Regions from separate parts of the Mus musculus genome. Here all the other regions are linked to region 1. The links are chromatin contacts, called in public HiChIP or PLAC-seq and promoter capture Hi-C maps. All regions are on one chromosome and are shown on one strand. The core of a region is the stretch at or near the end of the contact, and the rest is flanking DNA. Distances in the headings are between cores, read along the strand shown. Region 1 holds the start of Bcl2 (B cell leukemia/lymphoma 2). Region 2 holds the start of Zcchc2 (zinc finger, CCHC domain containing 2). Region 3 has its middle 41 kb from the start of Gm20753. Region 4 holds the start of Tnfrsf11a (tumor necrosis factor receptor superfamily, member 11a, NFKB activator). Region 5 has its middle 22 kb from the start of Gm20753. Region 6 has its middle 19 kb from the start of Gm7160.

Region 1 (3,128 bases), core at 170-2,669:
TCAGGTTGCATGCTGGTCAGAGCTGAGGATATCCAAAACCGTACCTATGCCGTGTTAGGGTCATGGCCTTGAAAGGTGGCAGGTATCACTCCCTGAGGTCCAGCCCCAGCCCAGTGCTGGGAGCGTTAGGAGCAGAGGAAAAACTGTCCCTGAAACTCAAACTTCTGCTGTTCTCTTCTCCTCTCTTCACTGGCCCACTGCGAGTTAGGTCTGGCCTTGGTCACCAAGTTGGGTATGCCTGGATAGAGGCTAAAAGCGCCTGGGTGCTCATGTGGTATCTGCTTGGACACCTCCAAAGTAACTCCGCATACCACTTTGACTATTCTTTAACAAGCCAAGAGCATCAGCGACTGCCATCAGTCTGCCACTGTCTGACTAAGAAGAGATGAGGAAAGACCAGCCTCTGAGGCACATCCCTTGCTGGTTGTGGACATCACATCATGCTCTTCAGAGCAGAGGAGTACTCAGACCTGTTCTAAGTTACACAGCTTGTGGTGTCTGGACAAAAGGGCCTAGAAACAAGCATGCTAACGTTGTTATTCTAAGTATTTTCATTTGTAATTAATATCCTGGAGACTGTGTTGGGAGTTGCCTCTCTTCACCCAAGGGTAGCATATTGGTACTACTCACTACTTAGGAGTCAATATATGTCTCGGTAATCTCTCTGGCTGCTGAGAGCTGATAACATAGTGTTTGGGGGTTCACATGGTTAGCTGAGGGTCTGTTTGATTTTATACACTATATGTGGTTGTATACACTACACTGTTTAAAGGGTCCACATGATTGTAGATACACTGCACTACACACACACACACACACAGAGCGACTGTGTACACACTTTATGTGTGGTTAGAAAGGGTCCATTGGATTGTGCACATTCCATGCACGCGGTTAGAAAGGGTCCATGTGACCTGCACATGCTACATAGAAAAAGTCCATGCGGTCGTGCACACTGTACACGTTGAAAAAGATCCATGCAATTGTGCCCATCCTGTTAGAAAAGATCCAGGTGCCTCGCCACAGCCTGGCCCTGGCTATAGGCACGTCCAGCCAGCAGCCAGCCCCGCAGGCCCGAGGAGGCCCCTCACACGCCCACTGAGCCACTGCCGCCCGGGAGGCCCGCGCCACCCACGGTCCGGGGCCCAGCGTAGCCCGCGGGTGGCCGCCACCCAGGCCAGCGGCCGCGGCCGGGCGCGCGCTCCCCGGGGCGGCCGCGGCGCCTTTAACCCGGGCGGCTGGCGGGCGGCGGGAGGAGGCGGCGGGCGGGCGCTCAGAGGAGGGCTTTCTTTCTTCTTTTTTTTGAATGAACGGTGACGTACGTACAGGAAACCAGGCGCTCCGGCGGAGAATGAAGTAAGAGGCCGGGCCCCCCGCCCCGCGCCCGCCCCCTTCCTCCCCGGCCCGTCCTCCCGCCCCGCGTCCGGGTCCCCGCCGAGCCGCCGCCGCCAACACCGAGGTGCCCAGGCCCTCCCCAGCCGCAGCCGTCACCGTGGAACGGGCTGCGCGGCGCAAGCACGAGGAGGCGGCCGCCAGCGCCGCCCGCAGCGGAGGAGGAGAAAGGGTGCGCAGCCCGGAGGCGGGGTGCGCCGGTGGGGTGCAGCGGAAGAGGGGACCAGGGGGGGACTTCGTAGCAGTCATCCTTTTTAGGAAAAAGAGGGGGGGCAAACCCTCCCCCACCACCTCCTTCTCCCGCAGCGCACCACACACAGTGCGCGGGCTGCTCCTTGGGCACCCGCGGCCCCAGCGCGTCCGTGCCTGCATTTAGCAAGCTGCTTTTTTTCCCGTTTCGGAAAGCGCGTTGGCCCTTCGGAGTTTAATCAGAAGAGGATTCCGGTCCCGGTCCCCCAGCTCCTCCATCGTCCCCTTGGCGTGTCTCTCTGCCCTGGAGGTCTGAAGCGGTCCGGTGGATACGGATCCATGCCTGCGCTCCAGCGTGTGTGTGCAAGTGTAAATTGCCGAGAAGAAGGGAGAATCACAGGACTTCTGCAAATGCTGGACTGAAAAATTGTAATTCATCTGCCGCCGCCGCCGCTGCCTTTTTGCCCCGCTGCGGTGCTCTTGAGATCTCTGGTTGGGATTCCTACGGATTGACATTCTCAGTGAAGCCGGAGTGTGAGGACCCAATCTGGAAACCCTCCTGATTTTTCCTCCACCTAGCCCCCAGACCCCAACTCCCGATTCATTGCAAGTTGTAAAGAAGCTTATACAAGGAGACTTCTGAAGATCGATGGTGTGGTTGCCTTATGTATTTGTTTGGGTTTTACCAAAAAAGGGTAAACTTGACAGAAGATCATGCCGTCCTTAGAAAATACAGTAAGTTCTTTGCACAGGAATTTTGTTTAATATAACTTTCCATGGACGCGTTTGAAATATTTTTTTACTTCAAGTGCATTCAAGCAAATTTCATTTCCAGACAGTTTAATGCATTTTTAAACGTGTAACTTGTAGCGGATATACCTTTCTTACCCTAAATATATAAAGGAAAACACACCTGATTTTAACTTCCTAGGTCGTCCCGCCTCTTCACCTTTCAGCATTGCGGAGGAAGTAGACTGATATTAACAAAGCTTAATAAATAATGTACCTCATGAAATAAAAAGCAGAAAGGAATTTGAATAAAAATTTCCTGCATCTCATGCCAACGGGGAAACACCAGAATCAAGTGTTCGGTGTAACTAAAGACACCCCTTCATCCAAGAATGCAAAGCACATCCAATAAAAGAGCTGGATTATAACTATTCTTTTTTTTTTTTTTTTCTTTCGGGGCCGTGGGGCGGGAGTCGGGACTTGAAGTGCCATTGGTACCTGCAGCTTCTTTTCGGGGAAGGATGGCGCAAGCCGGGAGAACAGGGTATGATAACCGGGAGATCGTGATGAAGTACATACATTATAAGCTGTCACAGAGGGGCTACGAGTGGGATGCTGGAGATGCGGACGCGGCGCCCCTGGGGGCTGCCCCCACCCCTGGCATCTTCTCCTTCCAGCCTGAGAGCAACCCAATGCCCGCTGTGCACCGGGACATGGCTGCCAGGACGTCTCCTCTCAGGCCCCTCGTTGCCACCGCTGGGCCTGCGCTCAGCCCTGTGCCACCTGTGGTCCATCTGACCCTCCGCCGGGCTGGGGATGAC
Region 2 (3,023 bases), core at 217-2,716, 720 kb after region 1:
GGTGACTGGAAATGAGCCACCCAAGAAAATGACGATGACTACCCATGGCTGAGAGCCGCGGAGTGGTTATTCCGAGACACCTGCATGAGGCTGGGGTCAGAGCTGGATTCTGAGGCCCGCCGAGGCGGAGGCCGGAGCTGCGACTGCACTTCTTCGCACCTTACCTGGGCCCTGGAGCCCGCAAAGTTGCTGGGCTCCACCTCCGCGTCCTCCGGCTCCACCCGGAGTGCGCTGCGGAGCCTCTCCAGGTGCTCCCTCAGGGTGACCCGCTGGTGGAAGGAGAAAGCCGGGTGCAGCGAAGCCATGGTGAACAGCAGCAGCAGTTCCTCTTGGGCCCTGAAGCCGAGCCCGCCTCCAGTCCCGAGCTTGGCGCAGCCACTGCCTTCCGGGCCGGGGCCGTCCTTCTCCGCGTCCTGCTCGCCATCGCCACTCGGCTCGTCCTCCACGCTGCCCCGCGAGCCCTCGGCTCGAGTCGCGCGCAGGCTTCTGAGCACCGCGTCCACCTGGGGCAGGAGGCGGTGCAGGCGGCCAGCGGCCTCTCTGTTCTCCGAGCCCAGCAGCGCTAGGTATACGATGAGGCGCGAGCGCACGGCGGGCTCTCGGAAATCGGCCAGCGACCCTGGGTCCGAGAGGCCGTTGGCCTTCGCCTCCGAGTCGCGCAGGTAGTGGTAGTCCTTGCGCGCCAAGTCCTCCAGGCACGAGCCGAGAAAGCGCAGCTCCAGCGGGTTGCACAGGTCCAGCAGCCCGCACATGAACTCAAGGCGCTGCGCCGAGCCCAGCACCAGCCCGAACCACTCATACACCCGCTCCTGTTCGCGCAGCGCCGCCGCGTGCCCGCCGCCGCCCGGCATGCCCGCGCCCGCCGTCGGCCCGCTAGCAACAGGCGGCTCGAGCCCCCGGGGCGGCGACGGCGGCGGCGGGGGTCCCCGCGGCAGGCCCGTGGGCGGCGGCGGCGGGCGGCAGTCGCGGCGGCGGCGCAGCGGAGCCTTTGCGCCCGGCCGCGCGTCCGCCTCGGGCTCCTCCGCGTCGGGCGGCGGCTCGCTGGGGTGCGTCGACTTCGGTGGCAGCTTCATCCTCAGCATCCTCAGCTAAGGCGGTGCGGACATGCGAGCGAGGGAGCGGGGGCGGCGGGAGGAGCCGAGCGCCCGGGCGGCGGCACGGCCGTCAAGAACGTTGCCCCTCCATGCCGCCGGGGCGGGCCGGGGGCGGGTCTCGCCGACCGGGGACGGGGGGCGGTGGCCGGCCGGCAGCTTCGTCCCGGCGGGAGGCGGGGCGTGACCGCGACGGCTCCTCCCCTGGGCTCTGTGCCCGCTGGGGAGTCCGGTGCGGGAGGAGCAAGTCGACGAGCGCGTCCTCCTTCCGCCTTTCCGCGTCCGCACGGGGCTGGCGGTGACGGCCTGAGCCGTTCCCTCTCGAGCCGGCGCTGGCAGAGCGGCTTGGCGAGGAGGAGGAGGAGCAGCGGGGCTGGGCGGAGACGCTGGCGGGCTCCGCGCACCGCACTCCAGCCAATCAACGTTTAGATCTGGCGTGACGCGAGCTTCTCGTTTGCCCCCCCCTCCCCGCCGGGAGCCGCCCTCTCTGAGAAGCCACGCCCACCTCCTGCTATGCTGCAAGGCTCTGGCACATCCCGCGCGGTCCTAATGCTTGATGGGTTCCAGCAGACTGAGGACGTGGGTTTGGGACTTTCGGACCACGGCGAGGTGAGCTTGGCCCGGAGCGGCAGAAGTGGGCGAGGTTCGCGTGGGAGGAGGGACATCGACTTAGTTTTTCTTGAGAGATCTGACCGTGCCGTGGCTGCAGACCATCTTCGCGTCAGCCACCGCCCTGGATCACGCCAAGTGGGTTCCCAGCCCCTGCCGCCTCGTGAACTCCGCCAAAGTCAGCCACGGGAGATTACCATATTCTAAAACTTCACCTGGACCGTTGGTGTGAACGCTGGGACGAAGATCCAGGAGTTAGGTCGGGATGTAGAGTGGTTTTGGGCGGCGAGCGCCCTTGCTCAGGCTGGCTGCAAGGTGCTGCTTTGGGCCGGGTATCCGGCTGAGGGGACCCTGTTGCTGGGGGTGCTTGGCCTAATGGTTGCATCTGGCTTGCAAGGTTAAGTTTAAGGACGCCCTCCTGCCCCAAATCTATGGTTTGCGCAATCACTTATTGCCTACGTTTTAGTTCCTATCCGTGAACATTTGGAATTCTTGAGCTGGTGTGAATTTCCTGTAACTCTTTTAAACAATTTAATAAGTTACTGTCTTGTCAGGGTTTTAAGTTTTTAAGCGATATTACATTTTTAAGTTTTGTAGACACCGCCCTCCCTATGACTCTTTCAGTGATATGTATAGCCCAACCATAAAAATCAATTTAAAAACCAAACCAACCCAAGGGGCCATGATTGCTCTCAGAGCCATCAGGACCATCCTGTCTCATTTGTGCTGGAGCCTGACTGCCGGTCAAGAGTTCTTGGCATGCTGTTTGTCAGTCCATGATTGTAAATAAATATAAATCTTGTGCCCAGGGGCGGGGGAAACAGGATTATTATTATTATTATTATTATTATTATTATTATTATTATTTGAGGGTCCATAATAGTAGTTTCTTTGTGTGTTTGCTTTTTAAAATTTCCGACAGTTTTAAATAAAGAACTTATACCACATAACCAAAGTAGGAGCGTGAGAAAATTAAAAGCCACACTAACCCTCGTTGAGAGTGTTGGGACATCTACAGAGTGTATAGAATCGCCTTTATCTCACAAACTCTGCGGCTTTATCATTTAGGATAAGACTGAATTGAACCCTAAATCAGCTTCCGTGATAAAACCGAGAGATGGAGAATTACTCAGCACATTTTATATTGATAAAAGTAAGTGAAAGCTATTCTGACATGTAGTTTTCTCTTTCGTGTGCTTCTTGGGTATAGCTTAAACGAAGTAAGCCTCAGCTACTATCCTCGAGTCTACTGTTCCTGCCTGATCACTTAGGCACATTTCTGAAGCTTAGGATGAAATGTTTTAAGCAGAATAGTGAGGAGCC
Region 3 (2,985 bases), core at 433-2,932, 580 kb after region 1:
GTTAGCAAATTTGATTCCCTTGTGTGTAAGTGACATGGACAGTGCAGAGCCATGTGAGCAAGAAGGATGGCCAGCATGCTCCCATGTTTTCAGCCCTCAGACCCTTTGTCCCTATGACTTGTTCCTCCAGGGGGTGGGGGCGGGGTGGGTGGTAGGAGGTGCTACTACAGCCACCAACCCTCTGCTCCTTGCCTGGCTCCTATCCACAGCAAGCCCTGGAGAGCTGAGGTTAACAGTGAGTGGTGCCCTGGCACTTATGGGCTCATCCATGCAGCTACTCACTGTGATTCATTTCTACAGGAAAATACTTTCTAATTTTCATTAACAATTTACAACTTGCCAGTAAGTAGTTGAAGAGGAAGCCTCAGTTGAGGAATTGCCCAGATCAGATCCACTTGTGGCCATATCTGTGGGGAACTGGCTTGGTTGTTGATTGGCGTGGAGGAACAGCCCGTTGCTGGTGGTCCTGGGCTCTGTAAGAAACTGCCAGTAAGCAGCATCCTCCATGGTTTCAGCTTCCTCTCCTACTTGAGCTTCTGTCCCGACTTCCCTCAGGGAAGGACTAAACTAAATAAGTCCTTTCCTGCCCAAAGTTGTTTCTGGAGAAAGTATTTTATCACAGCAACAGAGAAGCATCCTAGAGCATGTAGAAATAAGATGAAACTAGAAGCAAAACTATATAAGAAACGGAGGAGACCAACAGGAAGGGAGAAGAGGGGCAGGTAGCTAGGTGTCCATCCTAAATATGTAGAAGATGGCCTCACATAACTCCATATGATGACTAAAATAAATTACAGAGTAGTATATAAATTCAAGTGTTATTGTGTATGGTGCACGTATATGAACAGAAGCTCTAGAGAAAGTTTCCTCAGTTCAAATTCCCACTTTGAACCAATAATCAACTTTCCTCTCCTCTCCCCTCCCCTCCCCTCCCCTCCTCTCCTCTCCTCTCCTCTCCTCCCCTCCCCTCTCCTCCCCTCTCCTCTCCTCTCCTCTCCTTTCCTTTCCTTTCTACCTTCTACTTCCTGCATTTGCTATCAGCCATCAGATTTTACTAACTGATCAGAGATGATGGAAAACAACTTTTACACAACATTGAGACAGGGGATGCTTGACAAATGCCACACACGGTCCAGACTGCAGCCAGATCTCTGGGCACAGTAATCAGCATCTGAATACACAGTGCATAAACCCATCCCCCAACATTTGTGGGTTGTATAATAAACCCTATTGTGAAAATAAAGCCCATAAAACACTTCTAAATTAATTTTGCCTTTTTATTTCTAAGATTAAATAAATATACGATACTTATTGTATAGATTAAAAAGTATACAGTACCTATGCTTGCTCTGCTATGTGCAGCAGAAGATTTTGAATGGCTAGTAATGGTGGTTTAATAATGCCATCAGATGTTTCAAAAAGAAAACCAACTCTGCCCAATAATGACTCTTTGTCTTCATAGAATCTGTGAAATCAATATAAACAAGTACATTTGGTCAAAGATGAAATATCTGACATTATTGCTGGTTCTATTTTTGATTCAGTTTCCACACACTGTTAAAAATAAAATATTTCACAGAAGTAATTTAAATATGATTTTTGGAGGAGCACTGAACTGTGGGAGAAATCGCATACTCTTAATACTGTTAGAAACCCAAATGGTCTTGGCAGGGATGTCTTGATGATACATTCCACATGGCTAATGAAAGTAAAAATAGACAAGTGGGGTGATGTCAAACACAGGAGCTGCTGAAGTATAAGAGAAGCGAGAGGGAAAAGATGGCATAGAGTGGGAGGCAATATTCGCAAGGTGTATGCCCGAAGTATCAGAGATGTCCAAGTGTGTACAGAGGTCTTTGGGGCAGGTGAGAGGGTTCAGTGGGTAAAAGCACTGGATGCTTGTCATTCCCAGCCTGATGGCCTGACCTGGATTCCAGGACATTATGCAGATGTGGAAAGGAAAGAACTGCCTCGATAGAGTTGATCTCTGACCTTCCACATGCATGCCATGACATATGTGCTCCCGTATGTGATGTGTACACACGCGTGCACATACACATACAATAAAAGAACTCCTATGATTCAATACCATAAATAACCAAATAAGTAGCACAATTATAAATTGATCAGAGTACACCACACACACACACAACGCGCGCATGCGCGCGCGCACACACACACACACTTTTAAAAAATATAAATTTCAGTTTAAAGGAGAGAAGTTCTAAAAGTTGTCGTCCTGCCACCATATGTGCCATGGCACTCGTGTGCACCCCAGCCCAGAAAATAAGTCAACAAGTAAAAATGTGACAAAGCAATCAAATACACAGTTCTCACAGGACAGGAGGCATATCAATGGACATCAGGCCTATGCAGTATACTAGTACATGGATGATTCCTGAGGACATTGTGCTGAGTGAGCTAAGCTGACTCAGAGGAGGGCATGACTTAACAAAGTGGGACATCTAAGTCAGTCACACGCACAGAAGTAGAAAATAAAATGATGTCTACTTCAGGCTGAGAGAGGACTAAAAAATGAGGTACTGATTGATAGTCAAAGAAGTTGACAGTCACAGAAGATAAAAATGACTTCCATATATTCACCAACAGTGTGTATATATTTAGCAATACTGAACCAAATGCTTACAACTGGTTATGAGTTTCAGTTTGTGCCATGTGGTTAATAGAGTGGGGGTGAGGGTTGAGAAAGGGTGTCATCTAGCTCAGGCTGGCTCATACATAGCTAATGCTAGTGTTTAGCTCAGGCTGGCTCATACATAGCTAATGCTAGTGTTTAACTCAGGCTGGCTCATACATAGCTAATGCTAATGTTTAGCTCAGGCTGGCTCATACATAGCTAATGCTAGTGTTTAGCTCAGGCTGGCTCATACATAGCTAATGCTAGTGTTTAGCTCAGGCTGGCTCATACATAGCTAATGCTAGTGTTTAGCTCAGGCTGGCTCATACATAGCTAATGCTAGTGTT
Region 4 (2,965 bases), core at 293-2,792, 930 kb after region 1:
GATTCTGTTAGGTCCTCGCGCCTTGCCCTCCCTCACCCACTCTAAGAGACCCAATTTGCTGGCAATGAAGTAGAGCGAGTCTTTTTACTGTGCAGCTCCAATTTTTAAGTACATTTGCACTATTTCTGTCCTGGTGTCAGCTAAGCTGCCTTTCTCTTCTCTCCTTACCTCAAACACAGCCAGGTCACCTAGGGCAGTGACATTCACAGAAGCCAAAGACTGTTTTAACAGGAGAAAGGAGAATCTAAAACTGCTGAGCCAAGAAACCTCGCTGACATTTTCCCTTCCCGCAGAGGAACCCCCAAGCGCACATGATGTTTAGCAGGCTTCCCTTCATTGAACAGCTCAGTCTACCCGGACAGAAGTGAACATTTGGCTTGGTGCTTGGGGTGGCTGCCACACTGAGTAACACGGTGGTAAAGAAATCACTCCCGGGAACCGCAGTGAGACTCCTCAGTTGCCAGCAGACCAGCAACTGGGATCCAAGCTCTTTATCAAGCACTAGCGACTCCAGAGGGACCCTAACGCGGGATTCAGGGATCTGGGAGCTCTTCCTGCAGGGACTTAGGCTGCAGGGAGGAGATTCTCCACACTGACTTTTGCCTCCTCCTCTAGGCTGCTGATGGTGCCTGAAGAGCTGCCAGAAAAGCCCTGGTCCCCAAGTACTATGCATTCTAGTTACATCCTGTCCATCACCATTGGGCCCAGACCCATCCCAGGTGGAGGCAGGGATTGCAAGGCTTGTTCTTGGCATCAGTAATAGCTCGAGGCACATCACTACCCTAGTTTCTGCCATTGCAAAGACATATTTCATCCTAACATGGTCAAAGGTTTCTAAGCACAAGCAACTCCTGCCGATCCATGAACTGTTTGTGGGGCGGAGGGAGAAAAGGGAACATACGAAAAGGAAAGCTTGTCAGCTTGGCCAAAGAAACTTCCAACTCTCATCCAGGACATCTCTCCTACACTTCTCCGCCTTCGCAGTGGGGCAGATGGAGAGAAAACTAAAATAGGGAAGGGTGTGAAGACCAAGTCAGGGACCCTGCACTCCCAGGGACCCACGCGGATTGAAAGCACGCCCCCAAGGGTAGCAGGTTTTAGGAAGGAATCACTAACCTGGTCTGTACATACAATCTTACTGAGGGTCGCAGAGGTCCGCGTTAGCTACAGATGGGAAGAGCCTACTAGGTGCACCCGGAGAAACAAGGTAGCACCCAAGCTCCGTGCTCCACAGATCCCGTGGCCCAGGTTCCGGCTTCTGCAAACCTCAGCTTTCCAAGCCGCAGCACCCTCCCAGTCGCCGTCCCTTAGATCCACGCACCAGCTGGGGTCTCCATCCGGATACCCCGAGTTTCACCTGGTGCTCGTGAGGCTGGGGCGCGCCAGAGGACCTCGACCCTGGGGGACCACAGGCGACAGCGGTGCGGATCCTTACCTGCAGTGGAACGAGCAGCACGCAGAGCGCCAGCAGCGGCGCGGGCAGCTGGCGGCGCCGCCGGGCGCGCGGGGCCATGGCGCGGTGCGGGCGGGCTGGGCGCGCGGCCTCTGTGGACCGGCGGTCGCCGCCGCCCTCCGCCCGCCTCGTCCCGCCCCGTGCGCCCGGCTCCGCCCGGCACCTGCCCCCGCGCCGCCGACCAGCTCCGCCAGGGGGTGCCCGAGCGTGGGCTGCCGTGACGCGGGACAGAGATGGTTTTGGCATTCCACGAGTGCTTCAGACCCGCGCGGAGTCCTGTCCGAGTGTCCCCAGGCTCTGAGCTCTCTGGGTGCAGCACCTGCGTGCAGGCGCTAGATAGCCCTGCCAAGGTTGTCCTTCGCCTTCAGTGGACCCTGCCTTGTCGCCACTGTGGACCCTGCCTGCACAAGGTGCACCCCTGTTGGGGTTTCCTTAACTGTAACTAAAGAATCTACACAATGTAGTGTCCACGGCTCCCCCAAACCTCCTTTACCCAGCCCTATACTTCCCCTCATTCTGGCCGCCTCCAACAACCGCTTCCTCTTGGCTGTTCTCCGAGTCACCGCACCTGTCTCTGCCCTTCACCCCCTCTGTAACACTCATAGCAAGCTTTCCAGGTAGGTAGAAACTTGCCACCATGCTTAACGAAGCCCTTCACCCGAACCGCTAGGTCACCTACCTTACCTCTTCTAATACAGAACTAGTTTAAAGTCAGGAATAAGCGATCCTGTCGTATTAGTTAAGGGATTCTCATTACTGGCTTCTGGGTTTGTCTTTTTCCAAATTTCAGGTCAGTGTTGGTTACACAATGGTACATACAGCCTTGCCTCTGTGTAGTAACAGTAAGAGGAAGAGCTTTGTCTCCCAGTCAACAGAAACACAGTGTTTTCAATTCCTTGAGTGCCAGAACCGTCTCTGCCAGCTTTCTGACCTCCATGTTAATGGTTTTTCCGTCTAATTCTGAGAAACTATGGAGTTTTCTAACAAGGAAGACTGGATTTGTCTATTATTTCTTTGAATTCTGTCAGTTTTTCTCATCCTTGAAACTCCCTTGAGACATAGCGATTTATGTCTTCTCGGTACATTGACCTTTTATCATCACAACATGCCCTTCTTGATCAACATAAAATTTCACATTCTGGTCTACTTTACATTTATGTGTAGCCATGTCACCTTTCTTATGAATGCTATGTAAGTAGTATATCTGATTCTTTCCCATGCAAGACTGTTTAAAGTGGCAGCATACATTTTAGACTGTTCCTGCCTTCCTATTGGAGCGTGCACATTTAGTGATCGTCACATACGGTGAATTGAAGTCTATTACCTTTCTGATTTTTTCTGTTTGTTGAATCTTTAGTCCACTTTTATTATTGACTTCCTTTGTGTTTCTCTAAAACAATTTTGGAAACAGTATTTTATTTCATGCATTGCAATACAATTTTGTGTTAAATAAAATACTACAGTAGAACTCTTTGATTTAAAATGATATTATTTTTAAAACAGTAAAGTGGG
Region 5 (3,285 bases), core at 398-2,897, 570 kb after region 1:
CAGGGCTAATATGCTTCATGTTATGGAAAAGCAGATGACCAGCTCCACACACATGCATGCTTACCTATTCAGATGCCTCAAAATACCAAGCGGCATTTCATCTCAGCAGGAATTCCCGGAAGTTGGAAGCTGCTCTCAAAGGAATTAAGACATGCCTGGACCAGAGGTCTTAACCTAATATTGTCCATTCTTCCCACATTCCCTGGAATGATGCTGAGGACACACAGGTATAAAGGGGAGGCTCAGGCAGGGGAGGGCTGTGTATTTAATCATGCCCTATCCACGTTACGAGGACACATACTATGAGAACAGATGTACTACACAAACAGATCTGCTTGGGAGACCAGGAAACCTCGGCATGGATGCTTTTCTTTTACCTTATCTTGGCTACAATCAACTCGAATAACAACCTCATTTTGAAATTATTGAATTAAGGAAATACACTTTTTCTATTTGTATTTCTATGAGTGCGTGTGAGTGTGCATGTGGCATATGTGTGTGTGAATATGCACATATCTGTGTGTGTGCATGTGGGGATCTGAGACTGGTGATGGGCATATTGTTTTCTCTTAGCCATTAGGCATGTCTCTCAGTCAAACCCAGAGCTCCCCAATAACTAGTTGCGCTAGCAAGCTTGTTCTGGGGTTCCCCTGTCACCTTCTTCTGGATCTGGGATTACTGGTTGACACACAATTGACCTTTATGTCCTCAGATTTGTAAGCCAAGTACCTAGCCACTGAACCATCTCCCCAACTCCAAGAAATATGTATTTGAGGAAATCACAGTCTGCTTTCCAATCACTCCCAAGCCAACCCAGAGAGTTGGCTCAGGGAACCGGGTGGTGGGAATAGCGGATGGGGGGGAGGGAAGATCAATTGATCTCTGTTGATAAGACAGTGGTTACAATCAAATGCCCTGATGCCTTCTGCTGCCTGCCTCACAGACCCACCAGAAATGGCAAGGGCCTGGGTATGATATCCATCATATCTCAAGGGTTTTATGCTTGAGAGGAATACCTCATGATGGACTAGAGGTTCTATGGCACAGCAAGATGAATCCTCCAGGAGAGGTGCTTGCTGTCAAGTCTGATAATTTGAGTTCAATTCGTGGGGGAACCACAGGGTAGAAGAAGATAGTAGAATTCTGTCCTTCTTACACTCATGTGCATGAACTCACACAGCCATATATGCAACGGCATGGCTGAGGAGAAGCTCACTTGCAAAGACTTTAAAGGTCCCAAAAACCAGAACACACATCACATGGTCCGATAGAAGCATCAGGAAGAATTGATGCCTGATATATTTTAAGTCTCTGAAATAATTTAAGAAAGGAAGTATTAGTTGTGTTAATCTCTCTCTCTCTCTCTCTCTCTCTCTCTCTGTGTGTGTGTGTGTGTGTGTGTGTGTGTGTGTGGAGGGTCATGTAGCTGAGGCTTGCTTTGAATTATCTTATGTAGCTGAGGCTGGCCCATAACTCACAAGTGCCTGGTTCCCCTGTTTTCTTCAGAAGTCAACTGCTCTATCACAGGACTCTCTTCTATGATACTATTTTACTGCAGTTAAAAAAAGTAATCCCCTCCACCTCAGACTGCATGAAATTAGAGCAAGTGAAAGGGCAGAGAGACCGAGAAGCAGTAATATGCTCCTCTGCGTGACGGCCAGGGTTGTTAAAAGGAAAAGCAAACGTCGTCATACATTTCCCTTTTTAACCACAGCCCAGCAAGTGGTCAAAATCAGTACAGATATAAAAATAGGGCCTCGGCACCCAGTTCTCAATACCATGTATTGCTTTAATGTTTACATAGTCCCTTTTCCCTGGAACAATTTACATAGAAGACTCTTTCCCTCGGTCTCTATGTAAAGAGGTAAAGCAGGCCAAAAAAGCACATAGCCTGCGATCTCAAGCATGGCCACATAATAAAACTGTACCGGCTGTGCGATGAGACTCATTGCTGGAGGGGACTGGACTATTATTAGCACTTGAGGGCAAATATGAGATCTGGCAGCTCCTTCATTAGCCAGCCTCACACATGGTGGGAAAATGGCTCTTCATTTTCTGAAAACTAATCTCAAATACTGAATGTCTATTTTGGCTTGTGGTATACTGGCGACTCAAAAATGTTTAATTATCCATGTGTTTGGAAGAGGTGATATACACATGGAATTTATAATAAAGAAAATGCTAAAGAGTTTACAGGGGAACGCCTGTCTTGACCTCGCTCTCCAGGGAAAGCCTGCTGTCTTTTGTTTTATTCACAAAGATTTCCACGCACAGCCGTCCAAGCTATGCTTCCTTTCATCCTTCCCCGATGCTTGGCTATGCTACCACACTTACACAGATAATGAGCTTCGGTCTATTTAACAGATCAAGGTAGAACCTCCTCAACACACAAAATGCCTTGATTTTTACCTTAACAACACTGTTTCTAAAACTACTGCCTTATACTTTATAATCCATAAAATGTACCCACTTGGGGGACTAAAGGAATAGATCATTGGTTAACCCAAATTCCAATCCCAGCATCCACATGGCGGCTCACAACTCTCTGTAACCCCAGTTCCAGGAGATCTGACACTCTCTGCCAGGCACCAGGCACACACACACACACACACACACACACACACAGTGCACTGACATAATGTAGGCAAAACATTCAGGTACTAAAAAATGATTTTTTTAACTCGAATGCACAATTAAATAACTTTGAAGAACAGAGTTTTGCACTGTGATAATATTCATTGCTCTCCCCAATGTCTTACAAGATCCCACCTAGCTCCTTACTCATTCAAGTTCCCCCCCCTCTCTCTCTCTTACACACAAACACACACACACACGTACACACACACACGTACACACACACACACACACACACACACACACAAACTGAAACCAAAACCTAATAAGACAAAAAAAACAAACAAAACAAGACAAGACAAAAAAAATTTTTAAAAGCCACCAAGTCCGTTTTGTATTGGCCAGCTTATCCCTGGGCATGGAGTGTGTCTGATACACCCAATGGTACTCATTGGAGAAACGAATTGTCCCTCTCCCAGCAGGCACCAGTTGCCAATGGTTTCTCCCTTAGGAGTGGGACTTTGTGTTCACTTGCCATTCTTAGTGTGAAGATTTTGTGTGCTTTGAACCTGTGCGGGTCCTGGGTGTTTTTATATTTTCAACTAAGGTTTTACTCCATAGCCCAAGCTGGCCTCAAACTTGTAGTGATTCTCTTCCCTCAGCCTCCCAAGAGCTTAGATTACAGACATGGGCACCACCTGCCACGGCTTG
Region 6 (3,002 bases), core at 64-2,563, 740 kb after region 1:
TACCCTCTGATCTCCACATATACACCGTGGTGCACACAGCATCTTAAAAAAAATTAAAGCCAGCATTTAAAAGATTTTGGTAAGTTTTGTAACCGTGATTGCACCGTGAGGAAATAATCCTAAATCAGCAAAAAGGAAAAGAAAAATCTTCAAATGAATTAATGTTCCAAGATAACCTTTGAGCAAATACATCCACTATAAGAGAATGGCATGTAACTTGAAAAATAGAGCCTGAATTTGTTGGGTTTTTTGGTTGGTTTGTTTTGTTTTAAATATTTATTTATTTTCTTTATTTACATTTCAAATGTTATCCCACTTCCCAGCCCCCCAAACCCCCTCTCTTATCCCCCTCCCCCTGCTTCTATGAGAGTGCTCCTCCACCCACCCACCCACCCACCCACTCCTGCCTCCCCACCCTCGAATTCCCCTGCACTGGGGCATCAAGCCTTCACAGGACCAAGGACTCCTCCCATTGATTCATGACAAGGCCATGCTCTGCTGGATATGGGTCCCTCCATATGCAGCTGGAGCCATGGGTCCCTCCATATGCAGTTGGAGCCATGGGTCCCTCCATCTGTACTCATTGGTTGGTGGCTCCTTCAGTCCTTTCTCTAACTCCTCCATTGGGGACCGTGTGGAGCTTGGATTTCTACAGAGCATCAAGTAACTGTTTGCCAAGAGAAAAAAAAATGAGATTATAGACCCTTCTCCATCTTGTGACCAGAATGTTCCTCAGCCCAGAGAGTTCTCAGCACTTTGTGTAGGTCCCTTAAATTCACTAGCGAGTTGGGAATCCTTGGTGATCCGCTCACTCTGTAGGATTTCCCAGGAGCAAGCCAGTGTGTTCACAAACCGGTACCTAATCTAATAAAGTAAATGGCTTTTCCTTGATCTAAAGTGGATAGACAAGGTACTGAGCTCTCAATATTTTGAAAGCTCCTGCTAGGGAACATCTGCCTTGCAATAACTGGTTTATTTTAATCAGGTTAAAAAGCAGAGAAGAACAATAACATCATATGAGGAAAGGGAAAGGGACTACACTGAGAAACAGAACTGAAACTTAACTAATAAGGACCGGAAAGGAAACCGAAACTCAGCCAACAGCACAATGAAAACAAAATCCCCATCCAGGTAGGAGTTTAAGAACCAGCATTATCAGAAAGGCAAAGTTCCCCAAGTAATAAAGTGTACTGGAAATGAGCCAGCTGTCTGACCGTGTTACTCTTCTGAAAAAGGAGAGATAACATCCTGTGTCAGCCTGACGAAGCACAGGGCACCGAGGCGTCTTGCACTGGGAAGGCTTTAGTTCCTGTCCAACCACCAGCGTTTGGAGTTGGGGAGGGCATGAAAACTGAATCCGTGGGGGCAGCAAGAGAGGATCATGACAGGGGAAGGTTGGGGCAAATCATCTGCCCTGCTCAGCAGGGGCCTCTAGGAGAACAGTGCAAGTTAATAGAGCATAAGCAGCAATTCCGGGATGGGGATCAGGAAACAAGATGAGTTGCACAGGGCACGGGAGCAGGGCACACAAGACATCAGTCTGTTAAGGAAGATTCTAGATCAGCCATTCTCAACCTGTGGGTTCTGACCCACAGGAGTCACCTAAGACCACCAGGAAACACAGACATTTACACTGTGATTCATGACAGCAGCCAAATTAGTTAAGACATGGCAGTGAAAAATAATTTTATGGTTGGGGGTCACCACAATGTGAGGGTCGCAGCATTAGGAAGGTTGAGAACCACTGATTTGTAGAGCTTTGTTTTCCTGGTGTCCTCCAGCCCGTTTGGCTCTTACACTCTTTCTGCCTCCTCCTGCAGTGGGCTTTACTGAGATCTGGAGGTGAGGGATTTGCAGGAGACCTCCCATTTAGAGCTCGGTGTTCCAAGGTTTCAATCTTTGCTCAGTGTTTGCAGAGCCCAGTTTTAAATTGGGTCCTTTGTCTTCTCGGTTCTTTGGGTTTTTTGTTTGTTCATTTGTTTTTGAGTTCTTTTTATATTCTGACTATTAATCATACATATATGTGTATGTATAGATATATAAATATATACACACACATACATAGATATATATCTGGCAAAGATTCTCCCTCAGCCTGTGGGTTACTCTTTACTTGACTGATGGTTTCCTTGGTAGTACAGAAGGCTTTAGTTGTATGAGGACCCACTTGTCAATTGTTGGTCTTAGTTCCTTGGCAAAAGGCTTCCTCGACCGAAGCTCCTTCCCACCTATGTTATGCCTATATTTTCTTTTAGCAGTTCCAGTTTTTTAGGTGTTACATGAGTTCTTTGACCCATTTTAAGACAATTTTTGGTCAGGGTGATAGATACGGCTATTATTTCATTTTTCTACATATGAGCATTCAGTTTTCTCAGCACAATTTGTCGAAGATCATGCCTTTTTTCCAGTGCATATTTTTGTCATCTCTTTCAAATACACATACAGCTGTAGCTATGTGTATCGTGTTTGGGTCTTCTAAACTAATTTATAAAGATCAGTAGCTTTTCTATATACACCAAAATTCTCCGAAAGAGATCATGGAAACATTTCCATTTACAATAGCCCCAAAGAAAATTAAGTAGGAATCAGTTAAACCAACGAAGTAAAAGATGTCTGCAATGAAAACGTTAAGACTCTAAACAAAGAGATTGAGCAAGACACTAGAAAATGGAGCTTCCTTCATACTTATGGGTTGTCTGAGTCTATTATGACAATGGTGAATCTACCAAAATCAATGTACAGATTCAATACAAGCTCTACCCCACCCACCCTAGGCTCCTGCCAACCACAAATTGCTTTTTTTGCTTTCAAGGGTTCATATATCCTTGTTGGACTGTATAAATAGAATCCTACATGCGGTGCCATCTTAAGCCTGGCTTCTTTCACGTAACATGTTTTTGAGGTTCACTCATGTTTCAAGTGTTACATGGGACTCTGAAACCTTGGAGTTCCATTATCTTTCAATGTTGTACACGTATACTTCTCAGATTTAGTTGGGCTAT

Evidence for each region. Promoter capture Hi-C pulls out the DNA fragments that hold promoters and counts their contacts. HiChIP or PLAC-seq counts read pairs in DNA pulled down with a chosen protein or histone mark.
Region 2: a contact with region 1 is called in a promoter capture Hi-C map of pre-B cells. The contact joins the promoter of Zcchc2 here to the promoter of Bcl2 in region 1. A contact is called at or near these places in 16 of 39 promoter capture datasets (the 3T3-L1 cell line, the C10 cell line, the SN4741 cell line and 9 more), 12 of 484 Hi-C or Micro-C datasets (CD4 T cells, CD8 T cells, the HL-1 cell line and 5 more), 10 of 115 datasets of contacts at active chromatin or transcription factors (the 230-238 cell line, astrocytes, cardiomyocytes and 6 more) and 3 of 9 other capture datasets (adipose tissue, liver and macrophages).
Region 3: a promoter capture Hi-C map of hippocampal neurons shows a contact between it and region 1, with 2.4 times the contacts expected there. The contact joins the enhancer-like site here to the promoter of Bcl2 in region 1. A contact is called at or near these places in 3 of 39 promoter capture datasets (cranial neural crest, hippocampal neurons and liver), 1 of 115 datasets of contacts at active chromatin or transcription factors (embryonic midbrain) and 1 of 9 other capture datasets (liver).
Region 4: a promoter capture Hi-C map of hippocampal neurons shows a contact between it and region 1, with 2.0 times the contacts expected there. The contact joins the promoter of Tnfrsf11a here to the promoter of Bcl2 in region 1. A contact is called at or near these places in 4 of 39 promoter capture datasets (hippocampal neurons, liver and pre-B cells), 1 of 115 datasets of contacts at active chromatin or transcription factors (memory CD8 T cells) and 1 of 9 other capture datasets (liver).
Region 5: a contact with region 1 is called in an H3K4me3 HiChIP or PLAC-seq map of bone marrow-derived macrophages, with 6 times the contacts expected there. The contact joins the enhancer-like site here to the promoter of Bcl2 in region 1. A contact is called at or near these places in 6 of 39 promoter capture datasets (cranial neural crest, embryonic stem cells, frontonasal cranial neural crest and 3 more), 2 of 484 Hi-C or Micro-C datasets (LSK cells and myeloid progenitors) and 7 of 115 datasets of contacts at active chromatin or transcription factors (T-cell acute lymphoblastic leukemia, bone marrow-derived macrophages, embryonic hindbrain and 4 more).
Region 6: a contact with region 1 is called in an H3K4me3 HiChIP or PLAC-seq map of bone marrow-derived macrophages, with 5 times the contacts expected there. The contact joins the enhancer-like site here to the promoter of Bcl2 in region 1. A contact is called at or near these places in 3 of 39 promoter capture datasets (the C10 cell line, liver and pre-B cells), 2 of 484 Hi-C or Micro-C datasets (embryonic stem cells and pre-B cells), 6 of 115 datasets of contacts at active chromatin or transcription factors (the 230-238 cell line, bone marrow-derived macrophages, fibro-adipogenic progenitors and 2 more) and 3 of 9 other capture datasets (adipose tissue, liver and macrophages).

The regions. Positions count from the first base shown.
Region 1 is chr1:106,712,581-106,715,708 of GRCm38.p6, reverse strand. Bcl2 (B cell leukemia/lymphoma 2) reads left to right here and starts at 1,419. Exons shown (of 2, transcript NM_009741.5): 1 at 1,419-3,128. The coding sequence starts at 2,829.
Region 2 is chr1:105,988,849-105,991,871 of GRCm38.p6, reverse strand. It overlaps Zcchc2 (zinc finger, CCHC domain containing 2), which reads right to left and starts at 1,466. Exons shown (of 14, transcript NM_001122676.1): 1 at 165-1,466. The coding sequence starts at 1,082. Gm7160 (predicted gene 7160) reads left to right here and starts at 1,590. Exons shown (of 3, transcript NR_151625.1): 1 at 1,590-1,700; 2 at 2,769-2,853.
Region 3 is chr1:106,129,353-106,132,337 of GRCm38.p6, reverse strand. No RefSeq gene overlaps it. Among named protein-coding and RNA genes, the nearest start is that of Gm20753, 41 kb to the left of the region's middle. Within about 2 kb of position 1,682, at least 4 of the 459 cell types and tissues checked have an H3K27ac peak or open chromatin away from gene starts, as enhancers often do. A contact at or near this core is called in hippocampal neurons, where this site is marked.
Region 4 is chr1:105,779,300-105,782,264 of GRCm38.p6, reverse strand. Tnfrsf11a (tumor necrosis factor receptor superfamily, member 11a, NFKB activator) reads right to left here and starts at 1,542. Exons shown (of 10, transcript NM_009399.3): 1 at 1,436-1,542. The coding sequence starts at 1,513.
Region 5 is chr1:106,147,598-106,150,882 of GRCm38.p6, reverse strand. No RefSeq gene overlaps it. Among named protein-coding and RNA genes, the nearest start is that of Gm20753, 22 kb to the left of the region's middle. Within about 2 kb of position 1,647, at least 20 of the 459 cell types and tissues checked have an H3K27ac peak or open chromatin away from gene starts, as enhancers often do. A contact at or near this core is called in bone marrow-derived macrophages, pre-B cells and pro-B cells, where this site is marked.
Region 6 is chr1:105,970,147-105,973,148 of GRCm38.p6, reverse strand. No RefSeq gene overlaps it. Among named protein-coding and RNA genes, the nearest start is that of Gm7160, 19 kb to the left of the region's middle. Within about 2 kb of position 1,313, at least 173 of the 459 cell types and tissues checked have an H3K27ac peak or open chromatin away from gene starts, as enhancers often do. A contact at or near this core is called in the 230-238 cell line, adipose tissue, bone marrow-derived macrophages and 5 more, where this site is marked.